2 separate regions of the Mus musculus genome follow, and region 1 is linked to region 2. The links are chromatin contacts, called in public Hi-C maps. All regions are on one chromosome and are shown on one strand. Each heading gives the region's core, a stretch centred on a gene start, on an enhancer-like site or on the middle of the called end of the contact. The rest is flanking DNA. Distances are from core to core; before and after follow the strand shown.

Region 1 (6,417 bases), core at 3,273-5,772, 82 kb after region 2:
CTATGTGGGTCGTGACCCACAGGTTGAGAACCAGGGTTGTAGGCCTGCTGCAGCGGACTAGGCTGTGAGCCCAGGATGCTGCTTTACCCTGTGGCCTTCCCGGGGCTGAGCACTTGTTCTACCATTCACAGCCTACCAGGTCTTGGACCTAGATCAGAGTCCACACCAAGAACAAGGTACTTTGCAAAAGAAGGAAGGAAGGGAGGAGGAAGGCAAGAAGGAGAGGTGGGGAGTTGCCTGGATAGTCTCTGAGGCTGAGTTTATACTGAGCTCCCGGGAACGACCTGGAGTCCATAAGGCTCCTAATGGCATGCTGTGGTCCCAGCCTCTTGTGGGCCCTGGCTGTCTGCCTGAAAGCCTGGCCTTGTCCAGGGAGTCAAGAAAGATGGATGTTAGGTTTCAAACCCAGGACAAATGGCTGAGGTGCCTATTTGACATATCAAAGCAGACCAGGCCTCTAGCATTTCCCAGCATCCCTCAGTCCCTACCTGTTACAGGGTCTTTCTTTCCGGCATCCACTGCTTCCCCCTGGACTGCCTTCCCCCAGCTGCCTTTCCCTATATAATCCAGCCATTTTGGCTGCGCTGACTCTGCTGCCTTTTACCCTCCTGGCCTCCTGGCTCTTCCCTCCCCCTCTCCTCACCTGGCTCAGAGTCATGTCCACTCTGGCCTCTTCCAGATGCCCCTGCCTCTGGCTGTGCTCTCCCTCATACCCACAATAACCTCCTCCACCACACCTAGGAGCAGGCATGTTTACCTTTTTCATTTCTTTTTTCCTTCAGGGGCTACCTGCCAGGCTCTGCTATTAGAACCTGAGTCAGTGGTCAGGAAGCTTGTCATCTAGGCAGTCCCAGCTAAGGTGCCTGCCTGCACGGGAATTAGGACAAGTGTCCTTCCCCTGGCAGGACTGTGGAAAGGTGTGGAAACACAAGGGTGCATAGAGCAGTGGTGAAATTTTGGGGACACACAATGTGTGAGAAATGACCACAAAGCTCATTGGGTCATGGGAGTGTTTAGGGTGGGTTGTCTGGGGACTATGGAGGGGCCTACTTCATAACCAGTTGCTACTGGCTTCCAGCTGGCCTGGGGCATGAAAAGCCCATACAGATTCAGATGACAAGAGGGGCTTTCTAGGCAACAGAGAGAAGTCAAAGCTCTCACATGACCCTACGGGGCCACAGAAATAACCAGAAAGAGCCCAGCCTCCACCCAAGCACCACGGCTGTGGGTGCCCTGATGACGCTGCCTCTCTCCTGCCAGACCCTGGCTGGTCACTGGGAGAGGATGAATCAGCTGCAGGGCCGGGTACCCAGCCTGCTGACCATAGGCACGCCCAACTCCACCAAGTGGGGACACGTCTGGCTGTACTCCTCTGGGTCCCACCACCCATGGCATGAGTCCAGCTGGGGCACTCTTACCACTAGGCCTGCAAGGCTGTAGTTCCTGCCTAGGCAGTGAGACCACAATTCTCACATTGTACACGGGGGCGGGGGAAGTGTGAGGATCTTGGATCTAAACCTCAAGTCTCACTCCAACTGACAATTTGCTCAGGATGATAAGACTGAATGGCTGCTGCCCTGCTCCCATCTGCCTCAGCTGCTCCTGGACCTTGGAATGCAGCTTAGGCATCCCCTAGCCAAGCCCGGATGTTGTCTGGGAGCACTCCCATGTTGTCTCCCATGTCATGAAGCACTGGGAGACCAAGGTTGAATGTGTAGTGTTGTGGTGTTGGGGCAGGAGTGGAAGTCAGAAGCTGACCTTCCAGGATTGTACTGGCAGGTGGAAGGCCGACCACTGGGCTACAGAGGTGGGAGGTTCTGCAAAGAAGCCAGGAGCAATTGAAGGGCTGGGCCATTCTGGCAGTATGGGCTGTGGGCTAAAGTGGTGTGGTGATGGCTACCTTGGGGGCTCCAGGCTGGATGGACGTGATGCAGGCAGGGTCGATCAGGGGCTTGGGTCTGCGTGCTGATTCCTCAATCAGGCTCTGCCACTGGCGGGGCAGCCCTGTGAACTTCTGCTCATGCTGATCAAAGCCTGTGTGTACACGGTGCTCGAAGTTGGATGGGGCTGAGATCTCCACCCGCTTCTTCTTCTTTCCAAACATGGTTCCAGGGCCTTAGCACAGAGTTTGTGAACAGTGGGGTGGCTTGAGTTCTTACAGGCACCTGTAGGAAGGAAGCACCAAGGGAGGTGGGATCAGTGGCAGGTCATCTGTCACTCAAACCTTCTCCAATTCTTTGCTTCTGCCCTGGCTGGTTCAGCAGATATCTCATATACCAGCAGGGGGCAGCAGACTCTTCCTGGGCCCTCTGAGCAGCTATTTTTGTGGGTTCCTCTTGAGCAACTAGAGGGTCAGCCCAGCTGTCCTCTCTTCAGAGCCACAGCTCCTTGTGGCCCATCACCTTCACAGCAGCTTTCATACTGCAGGGCCTTTGCACAGGCAGTTCCCCTTGCCTATCATCCCAGGAGCTCCCTCCCTCCCCTCCTCCAGTTCCCCTTCCTGTGTTTAACACAGCCTGCTGGCCATCACTTCACCTTCAGATGCCCTCACCTTCGGGGAACCTGCTGCTATTCCTATGTGTAGTGCCTCTTGTCTCCCTCCAACCCCAGTAATGATAGCAGTGCCTACACCCGCCCATCCATAGTCTCCCTAGTCCCACCTCTGGGCACCAGTGAGCAGTCCCCACCTCTAGTCTGGCCACCCCAGCCATTGGCTACAGACAAATGGAATGCCTCTCCACACTGGGACATTCTCCTGTCTCTAGGGCCTGGGTCTTCAGCTGGGTACTATATAAATACCCAGGAAAGGCCAGTCAGGAACCCAAGGGTGAGCCAGGCATGGTGACATACCACTTTAGTCCCAATACTCGAAGGCAGAGCCATGTGGATTTCTGTGTGTTCAAGGCCAGTCTGGTCTACATAAGTGAGTTCTAGGCTAGTTAGAGCCTATCTCAAAAAGGGAGTGGGGAGCTGGAGAGAAAGCCCAGCAGGTAAGAGCACTGGCTGCTCTTCTAGGGGACCTGGGGTCAGTTTCCACATGGGAGCTCACAACTGGACATAACTCCACTTCTAAGGGATACGACACCCTCTGACTTTCAAGGACATTAGCAACACATGTGGTGCACAGACATACATGCAGGCAAAAACACTCATACACATAAACTTTAAAGACTAATAACCATTTTTAAAAAGTAAATTAAAAATAAATAACAACAGTTACAACAACAACAACAACAACAACAAAGAATCAAAAGATGAGCCAGGAGCACAGGCTCAGTAGCCGCAATCCCAGCTACTCAGGAGGCAGGAGGATGGCAAGCTCAAAGCTCTGCCGAGATAGAGTGGATTCAGGCTATTCTGATCAACGTGGTGAAATTGTCTCAAAATAAAATGATAAAAAGGTCTGGGGCTGCAGCTCAGCAGCAGAGAACTGCAGAGTAGGCGGGAGGCCCTGGGGTCCATCCTAGCTGAAGGACAGGATGATGGTGGCACCCCACAGAGGATCAAGCAATGAGGGACACTAGGCAGCCTCCCAACAATCCTCTGCCTCTCACTACCTGAGTCCTGGGTGATGAAGCAACTGAGCCCCTCCCTGCCTGGGACCAGCCCCTTATGCTGGAGAGACAGGCCCTGTGGGAAGAGCCTGGAGTCCGACAGACCTGGTCTGAAGCTGGCTGGGCTAGAAGCACCTTTGCGTGGGTGACGTCTCCTCCTGAGGCTTTGAGTTACTCATCTGTAAGACAGGAAGAAAAGATCTATCAGTCATTCAATCACTAACACCCACTCTACTCTGGCTGATAGTCGGACACGAGAACAACCTAGACAGCCTATGACCCACTAGGGTCTACCTGGGGCAGACGGTCCCTAGGTAGTGACAGTGTACACTGGTAGGGACTGGGCCCACAAAGTGCTACCAACCACGGAAGGATGGCAGGTGTGCTAAGGGAGGCTTCCTATAGGAGGCTTCAGGAGTGAAGGCCCAAAGGACCAAAGGGTGTCAGAGGACTTTCATCTTTGTCCCACCTGGCTCTTCAGTACCTGGCAGGGTGGTGGGCAGACACAGAACCAGCACCCAGCCCCAGTGAGACTCTGCTGGGGAAGTGGCTACAGACAAGTGTCCAGGGGGCAGCTCTCTTCTTCTCCAGGCATGGCTCTCTTTCTTGGGAGTCACTGGCTCAGCCTACAAGAAGGACATTAATGGGCAGCCAGCCAGGGAAACCGGTTTGGCAGCCAAGCCAAGAGAGAGGCAGGTGGGGACGCAGCAGCCAACCTGTCTCAACTGGTCCCAAGGGGCCAGCAGGTGGCCAGCCCCGGGCCTGGACAGGACTTTCCCAGCTGGTTTAGTTTCTTTGCTTGATCCAAGTCCAGGGGTTGTGGCTGAGGGTTGGGACAGCTAGGGCAGAATGGGCACCTCTGGCTTCCAGCCTTCTCTGCCTCAGAACCAGCACTGCAACATGCTGCCCTCCTCCCAGCCTTTCCTGTCCAGCCTGTCCCAGCACCCCGACCTCTGCACCAGGGCTACCCAGCCCTCCTTGGCGCTACGCCTGTCTCTACAACTCTAACAGTGCCACACCTTGTGCTGCCTGGCACAGCGTGGAGCCTGTGCTGCGACCTGCGGCTCCCTGTCCTCCGTGTCTAGCTTGCTATCCACCCTGAACTCTTGGCTCTACTCTCAGTTCCCACCTCCCACACCGAGGGAGCCCCAAAGCAGCTCCCAGATTTGGCAGTATAGGGGGTGGTAGTGCATGTGACCACTCACTAAGCATAGGGAAGCGCTCAGAATGGAAAAGGTGGGAGAGCTTTCAGCAGTGCCTTTCCATGCTCCCCCACACAGACCCCTACCCCCACCCATAAGCCCCAAGCCACCTTGCATACTGCAGCCACTTGTGACCCTGCAGGAGAAGGGGCGGAAGGGCACACCTCCGGATATTTGCCTGGGCCACCCCTTTCCTCTGGGCAGCATATGGAGGGAAGGACAAACAGAGGAACTGGTGTTTATAATGACCTGGTGTAGGCCCCACCCAGGCCCTTTTAGGCATCTCGTGGCTGGGATGGGTCTCCCAGGCCAGCTCAGAATTTCAGAGCCCTGCAGCCCAAGCCTCAACCCCCAGCTGACAGTTAGCTAGCACTATATGCCCTGATTTCTATATCTGTGAAGACCCAGCCCACAGCTCATGCCAGGAAGCTCAATGAGTGACCCTAGGGAAAGACTCCACTCTTATGCCTCAGTTTCCTCTTGTTGGGAGGGTGACGACAGAAGCTGCTTCCAGCAGCTTTTATAAGGAGTCACAGGAAAAACAAGCAAGGCACTGAAGGTCTGGCTCAGAGCCAACTCTTACTGACGCTTAGGCAGTAAATCCTCAATGCTAGTTACATGAGAACAGTAGCCAGCAGGAATGTGCACCTACTGTGTGCCACCTCTCTTAGAAGCACTGTCCCAGTATCTCTCACCCTTTGTTCCTGACCCAGCAGGAGAGCCACTGTGAGCCCCATGCCCTAAGTAAGGTTCTCACTTGTCATGGGCAAAGCCAGAGCAGACATGAGAGTAGGCCACTTCTCCCAGGGCCTATGGCCCCTGCTTCTGGCGCAGATCCAGCCAATGATGCTCAGCCCTGTGATATACGCACAGCCCTACAATGGAGGCACCTTATCCCAATTGTCTGGTGTGGAAACAGACTCCTTTGTCCAGGCACCCAACCAGTCAGAGGTTGCCAAGGTTTGACCCAGGAAGGTGAACACAACAGGCTGGCCTCTTACTAGCTTGCACTGTGTGCAGCTAGTCTGGGCCCCCATGATGCTTCTACCTGCCAGGCCCACACCTTATCTTTCCTCTCCTGTGCTGGACTTCACCTCCTACCCCAGCCTGCCCCAGAAATGGGTTTCCTGGACCTCCTCCCAGGATCTCTGGTGAGACAAGCTGGTCCCAGAAACGATGCCTGAAACCCTGTCCCCCCACCAATGTACGCCATGGGGTTCTAGAGCTGACATGCTCACTATGAAGGAGCCTGCGGCCCTGGAGAGTCACCAACACAAGCCCCTTGGCTTCCAGAGACCTCAGAGTAGGGGCTATTCTGGGCCAGTGTTGGGGAATCTTGTTGGACCCTGGAGGTAAAGGGGTGACTGAGTACCCACGGAAGAGATACAGATGGAGCAGTATGGCCAGCAGCTCCCTCCAGCCAAGGATACACACTAAAAATGACTATATTTTAAAATGCTTTTTTCATTTCTTTAATCTCTGATTCTTCAATTGTGGGATACTCAGTTCTCTAGTCCCCCCTGCGCCCCTGCTCTGCTCTCAACCTTTCTCGAGAGGCAGATGCATCCATCTCCCATGCTCCTGAGGGAATGAGCCGACAGCTCCAGGAAAGCCCTCCCTGCCTCAGTGTACCCCTTGTTTTCCAGGACTGAGCTGCAACA
Region 2 (6,482 bases), core at 1,486-3,985:
ACGCTTAAACACAGTGCACACCACAGACCCACGTCCATACATACACAAGAAACAAACAAAAACAAAACAACCTGTTCTAGCTACTGGGCACATGCCTGTGACACCAGCACCAGGGAGACTAAGGAACGAGGAGGCTAGCCTGGCTTTGAGGCTAGCCTGAGCTACATAGCAAAATGCTGCACAACCCACTAGGAAATGGGCAGAAGACAAGAAGAGATAAACATAGAGATAGGAGAGAGAGGGGAACATACGGGAAACCAATACAGAAACCAAGAATGGAAAATGCTAGAGACGCCCATGTTGACCTTTCACAAGAGACTGGTGGGATGGCTAATAACCACAGTTAGGAATGCATGCTGAGGCCACAGAGGAAGACGCTCTCTCGTACACGGCCAGGGGAAACAAGACATGCTAGATGACAATACCTCTTTCTGTGCCCCTCTGTTCCTCCCTGTCTTTTTCTTTTTCTTTTTCTTTTTCTTTTTCTCTTTTTCTTTTTCTTTTTCTTTTTCTTTCTCTTTCTCTTTCTCTTTTTCCTTCCTTCCTTCCTTCCTTCCTTCCTTCCTTTCTTTCTTTCTCTCTCTCTCTCTCTTTCTTTCTTTCTTTCTTTCTCTTTCTTTCTTTCTTTCTCTCTTTCTCTCTCTCTCTTTCTTTCTTTCTTCCTCTCTCTCTTTCTTTCTTCCTCTCTCTCTCTCTCTCTCTCTCTCTCTCTCTCTTTCTTTCTTCTTGTTGTTGTTGTTTTTGTTTTTCTGTGTAGCCCTGGTTGTCCTGGAGCTCGCTCTGTAGACCAGGCTGGCCTCGAACTAAGAAATCCTCCTGCCTCTGCCTCCCAAGTTCTGGGATTAAAGGTGTGTGTCACCACTGCCTGCTGTTCCCTGTCTTTCAAAGATTGTGTGTGTGTGTGTGTGTGTGTGTGTTTGAGAGAGAGAGAGAGAGAGAGAGCAAGTAAGTGCAGGGGCAGGAGCAGGAGCAGGCACAGAGATCAGAAAACTATGGTAGTCAGTTCTCTCTTTCTACAATGTGGGTTCCCAGATTTGAACTTAGATTGTCAGGCTTGGTATCAGTTGCTGGCTTTTCTCTTCCTTCCTTCCTTCCTTCCTTCCTTCCTTCCTTCCTTCCTTCCTTCTTTCCTTCCTTCCCTCCTTCTTTCTTTCCTTCCTTTCTTCCTTCCTCCCTCTCTTCCTTCCTTCTTCCCTGCCTCCCTCCCTTCCTTCTTTTCTTTCTAAAAAGGATTTATTTTACATGTATGAATATTTTGCCTACATGCACATATATGTGTACCTTGTGCATACCTAGTACCGGGGATCCTCTGGAACTGGAGTTATCAACAGTTGTGAGCTACCATGTGGGTGCTGGGAATTGAGCATGAGTCCTCTGGAAGAGAAGCCAGTGCTCTTACTCACTGAGCCATCTCCCCAGCCCCTTTCCTTTTCCTGTATTTTACTTTGAGACAGGCTATGTTCCCTAGGCTGTCATCAAACTCCTGAGCTCAAGCAATCTTCCTGCCCCACTTCCTGAGTGGCTGGGGCTGCAGATTCATGCCACTGTGCCCAACAAGAGACTTTCCTGACTCTCACCAAATGATGCTGTTGGTCTGTGCATGACCTTTTGGGGGAGGAAGGATTTTTCCTTTAGGAACTCTTTTTAGTTAGTATATAGAATAATGGGTTTTATTATTACATCATTATGTGTATCATTTTTTCCTATTATTATTATTTTTTTTTGAGATGGGGTTTCTGTGTGTAGCCCTGGCTGTCCTGGAACTTACTCTGTAGATCAGACTCTGGTCTCGAACTCAGAGATCCACTTGCCTCTGCCTCCCAAATGCTGGGATTAAAGGCATGTGCCACCACCCCTTGGCTTCTCTTATTACTTTTTTTTAAGACGTTCTTTTTAACTTGTAAAAAGGATTTATTTATTTTTATTTTACGCAGGTGGGTGTTTTACCTGCATGTGTGTCTGTGTGCTACATGTGTGCCGTGCCCTGGGAGGTCAGAAGACCTGTGACATCCGGAACTGGAGTTACTGTGGGCACTGTCCTGTGGGTGCTGAACACTGAACTTAGATCCCCTGGAAGAGCAGGAAGTGTCCTTAACTGCTGAGCCATCTCTCCATCCTCTTACTTTTTATTTTTAGCTATGTGTATGCGTGTGTCTGTGTGGTTGTCTTTGAACATGTATGTAGGTGTTCAGAGCAGCCAGAGAGGGCGTTACTCTCTTGGAGCTACAGTCACAGGTGTTTATGACTTTCTTTGCTCCCCTCCCTTCAGGACTCCCCACTTTTCTCTTTTCTATTCCAAATAATTATGCTTTTATGGCTTTCCTACGTACACTGCTAAATGTAGATCCTGCACAGGAGAGGAAAATCGTGATATTTGCCTTTGTGAGTCTGGTGTATTTCGTTTGACAGGAGACTTTCCAGTCGCATCCATTTTTCCAGCAAATGGCCCAGGTTCATCCTTCCTGAACAGTAACGTGAGTTTTAACCATTCCCTCTCCGCGGTGCAGCGATTCTCACTGCCTGGGTCGCCTGGGATCTTGTCCCACATGCATACTCTCTGATGAGCTCCAGAGTCAGTAGTTCTGGGGTCCGGTCCCCCAGTCCGTGCTCCAGGCATGCCTCCAGCCCATTCCGGGTTTCTGGAGAGTTTGGACTTGGCGATGGAGGAAGGCGGCTGCACCAGTCACGGCTCTGGGACGTCGCCCAGGTGTTCTTAGTCTAAGAGTTCCCCAGGGAACTGCCCGAGACTATTCTGCTGATGTAATTGCAGGGCAGGGTGAGGAGGGGAGGAGGCGGGGTGGAGAGATACCTGGTGGGTGGGGCCAGAGGATGACGGACAGAAGACTTGGTCGCAAAGAGAAACCCAGGAGCTTGGAATCCTGACTGGAAAATCCTCAGAACCTAGAGGATGGTGGGAGGAGAGGAAGTTGCCCTGACTCACCCCGAATTCTAGCGATGGCGAAGGCACACAGCAAGGAGGGAGATGTTTTTAAAGAAATTGGGGCACGGAGGAGGCCTTTCTTGGAATCTTAGGGGACACATGTAGGAGTTTTGGGGGGGTGCCAGAAGAAAGATGATGGGTTTGGATGACTTGTGCCACACCCCGTAATAAATAATGAGAGTCACTATGCTCCATGAAATGTTCCAGAAGCCGTTTTCTTTTTATTACCCGCCCCCTTAGGCTTTTTTTTTTTCTTTTTTCTTTTTCTTTTTCTTTTTTTTGAGACAGGGTCTCACAGGCTGGAACTCTCAAGCTGGCCTGGAACTCACAGAGATCCTCCTGCCTTTGTCTGAAGGTTAGGATTAACGGCCTATGACACTAACAGGCTCCCCTGCCCCCCCCCCCACTTTTATACAGGCTGGCCTTGAACTCTCTATGCACTCAAGGGTGACCTTAAACTCTCGATCCTTGGACCTCCACTTCTAGAGTGCTGGAATTGCAGGCATGAGCCACTTCACCCCCTCAAACCTAGGGCTTCCTGCATGCTAAGCAAGCACTCTATCCACTTCAGCCAAATCTTCAGCCTCTATAAGCATTTTATGCCTATGATTATGCAGACTCCTCAAGATAACCCGATACAGTGCTGTCTGTGTTGAAATGTCAGTGTAAACAGCAAGCCATCCTTACAGCTCCTACATACACACAAACACAGATCCACACCACACAGACACACAGGTACATACATAGACAGACAGACAGACAGACAGACACACACACACACACACACACACACTGGCATTCTGAGTTAGGATCTCATATAGCCTAGACTAGCCTCAAATCCACCATGTAGCTGAGGAGGACCTTGAACTCCTAGTATTCCTGCCTCCAATTTCCAAATGCTTGCCGGGTAATTCAGGCACTCCCACCATGCCCTGCTTAGAGTTTGTTTGAGACAGGGTTTTTCCTTGGGTATCATAGAACGCCTGATCCTCCTGCTTCACCCTCTTAATCTCTGGGATTACAGAGGTTCAGCATCACTGCAGAGACACCCCCCCCCCACACACACACACAACCTGATCTGTTGTGATGTGTGTGATTGAGTGCCCTGAGGTCACATGACTCTACAGAACTCCTTCACATTGGTTGAGTTGAGGTCACAGGACTGCAGAACTACTTCCCAGATGCCAGGGCCCTGGACTTCCAAGAGGAAAAATGGGTGTCATCAGAGTGCAACAGGTTATCCCTGTGGAGGGCAAATGTGTGGGTTTTCTTTTTTTTTTTTTTTTTAATGTAGAAATGGGTGATTTTTTTTTTTAAGATTTATTTATTTATTTTATTATATGTAAGTACACTGTAGCTGTCCTCAGACACTCCAGAAGAGGGAGTCAGATCTCGTTACGGATGGTTGTGAGCCACCATGTGGTTGCTGGGATTTGAACTCCTGACCTTCAGAAGAGCAGTCGGGTGCCCTTACCCACTGAGCCATCTCACCAGCCCAATGTGTGGGTTTTCAATGTGATACTTCTTGGTTCCATCAGGCTTGTATGGTAATTTATTACTTTTACCTGTTGAGCCATCTTGTTGGCCCTAGATATTCATTTATTTATTTAGTGTGTGTGTTCATGAAACCTTGGTTTCTGTCCTTCTCTTCTCTTCTCTTCTCTTCTCTTCTCTTCTCTTCTCTTCTCTTCTCTTCTCTTCTTTTCCTTTTTTAGCAAGAGTTCCTCGCTGGACTGCTATTAAACAAGTAGGCTAGGTTGGCTGGCCAGCAAGCCCCAGTTTATCTTCTTCTCTTCCCTAGCTTTTTTATGCCGGTGTTGAGGGTCTAACCCTTATTCAGCAAGCACTTTGCTGGCTGACCCATCTCCCCAGGCCTCTTCCTCCTTTGAGAGGTCTTATTCCTTATTTCATTACCTTCCTAACTTCTGTGTGCTGGAATTACTGATCCATTCTGCTATCATGGCTCAGAATCCTTGCTTCTCTGAATTCTCTCTCCCTCCCTTCCTCCCCTTCTTTCTCCCTCTCCCTCCCCCCCCCCCTTTGTTTACTCAGTGTAGTCCTGGCCGGCTGTTCCAGATCTCATTCTATAGATCAGGTTGGCCTCACTCGCTGCCTATGCCTCCCGAGTGCTGGGATTGAAAGCACGAGCCAATACTGTCCATCGCCTCTTGGTATTTTCAATCGATGATTGGTTGAGTCCACACCTATTAAAAGACACCCCGCCCCCTCTCTGTATTATTCTTTGTAGAGTAGAAACTTGGCCAACCTGGCCAGTAGAGGGTGCTACAGGGACACTGGCAGTAACGAAGGTGGCCGGTCAAGCAGTAAGGATTCTGGCCCTCTGGTTTCTTTAGGTGGCAGGACAGGGATACACTGAGATGAAGAAGGGGCAGCTGTCTTGGCCATGTCCCTGACGCCACACGCTTAGCTGGCTAGAGTGTCTCTAGATGTCTCTGTGAAGCTAGCCTAGTGATTGTTTTTAGGTCCTGTCCCAACTCCGAGGGGACATATGCTGAGGTGGAGGGCCGTGGCATGGGGGTGCGGTCGGGAGACTAAAGAAGCCTTCTTCCCACCCAGCTGCCTCAAGCTGCCCGTGCGCTGCCCGTGCGCTGCTGGAGGCTCCTGCCGAGGTCCTCCTGAACTTCACACAGTTAGCGGCACCCTGCTCTAGGCGCCCTCCCACCTGCCTTGCCTGTGGGCATCTAGGGATCCTTTTGTGTTACCAGTTGACTAGGAGAACTTTGCCCTGGTGGTGGCGCTCTGATATCCCATCAGGTTCTTTTTCTTTTTTCTTTTCTTTTCTTTTCTTTTTTTTTTTTTTTTTTATCCGAGACAGGGTTTCTCTGTGTTGCCCTGGCTGTCCGGGAACTCACTTTGTAGACCAGGCTGGCCTCGAACTCAGAAATCTGCCTGCTTCTGCCTCCCAAGTGCTGGGATTAAAGGCGTGTGCCACCATGCCTGGCTCTTTTTCTTTCTTTCTCTTTTGCTTGTTTGATTTTGTTTTGTTTTGTTTGTTTGTTTGTTTTGTTTTGAGACCGGCCTTCTCTGTGTACCCCCTTGGTGTTTCTTAATAATGCATTATATTACCTTCTTCTGTTTAGCAGAGCAGGTGGCCCCTGTGCCCCGCGTGTACTTAGATCCATTTAGCTATTGGTACATGCCGTATAGACACACAAAAAGCACATGGTCTGTACCCTCTATGTCAGCCAGTCTCCTGTGGCTATAACACAAAGCTGAAGACTGGGTACTTGATAAAGAAAAAAGGTTTACTTTGCCTATATTCCTAAAGGCTAAAAGGCCAACATTCGGGCGTGCTATGTGTTTGGCCTCTGTTGCAGATCCCCTTGGCGGTATCACAACAGGGCAAAGAAATGGAAAGAGAAACAGCCTCTTAGGAACAGCTTAATGCACAGGGAAGCTTGCTTCCCAGCAGCACGCTCCTGGAGAACAAACACATCCCGGAGACCAGCATTGTTTCTTACTAGGCCCAACCGGACACACGTTTTACTGTGTGTGTCTTCTTGTCTATCCACCCCTCCCC

Evidence for each region. Hi-C and Micro-C count contacts between places; a contact is called where the count stands out from the background.
Region 1: a Hi-C map of cerebral cortex shows a contact between it and region 2, with 1.6 times the contacts expected there. The contact joins two enhancer-like sites. A contact is called at or near these places in 1 of 15 datasets of contacts at CTCF or cohesin (embryonic stem cells), 4 of 484 Hi-C or Micro-C datasets (the AML12 cell line, bone marrow-derived macrophages, cerebral cortex and 1 more), 11 of 115 datasets of contacts at active chromatin or transcription factors (T-cell acute lymphoblastic leukemia, embryonic stem cells, epiblast stem cells and 6 more) and 4 of 9 other capture datasets (adipose tissue, embryonic stem cells, liver and 1 more).

What each region holds. Positions count from the first base shown.
Region 1 is chr7:28,566,134-28,572,550 of GRCm38.p6, forward strand. It overlaps Pak4 (p21 (RAC1) activated kinase 4), which reads right to left. Exons shown (of 10, transcript NM_027470.3): 2 at 3,660-3,733; 3 at 1,901-2,165. The coding sequence starts at 2,104. Among named protein-coding and RNA genes, the nearest start is that of Mir7049, 8.4 kb to the left of the region's middle. Within about 2 kb of position 4,523, at least 82 of the 459 cell types and tissues checked have an H3K27ac peak or open chromatin away from gene starts, as enhancers often do. A contact at or near this core is called in cerebral cortex, where this site is marked.
Region 2 is chr7:28,485,451-28,491,932 of GRCm38.p6, forward strand. No RefSeq gene overlaps it. Among named protein-coding and RNA genes, the nearest start is that of Ifnl2, 22 kb to the right of the region's middle. Within about 2 kb of position 2,736, at least 43 of the 459 cell types and tissues checked have an H3K27ac peak or open chromatin away from gene starts, as enhancers often do. A contact at or near this core is called in cerebral cortex, where this site is marked.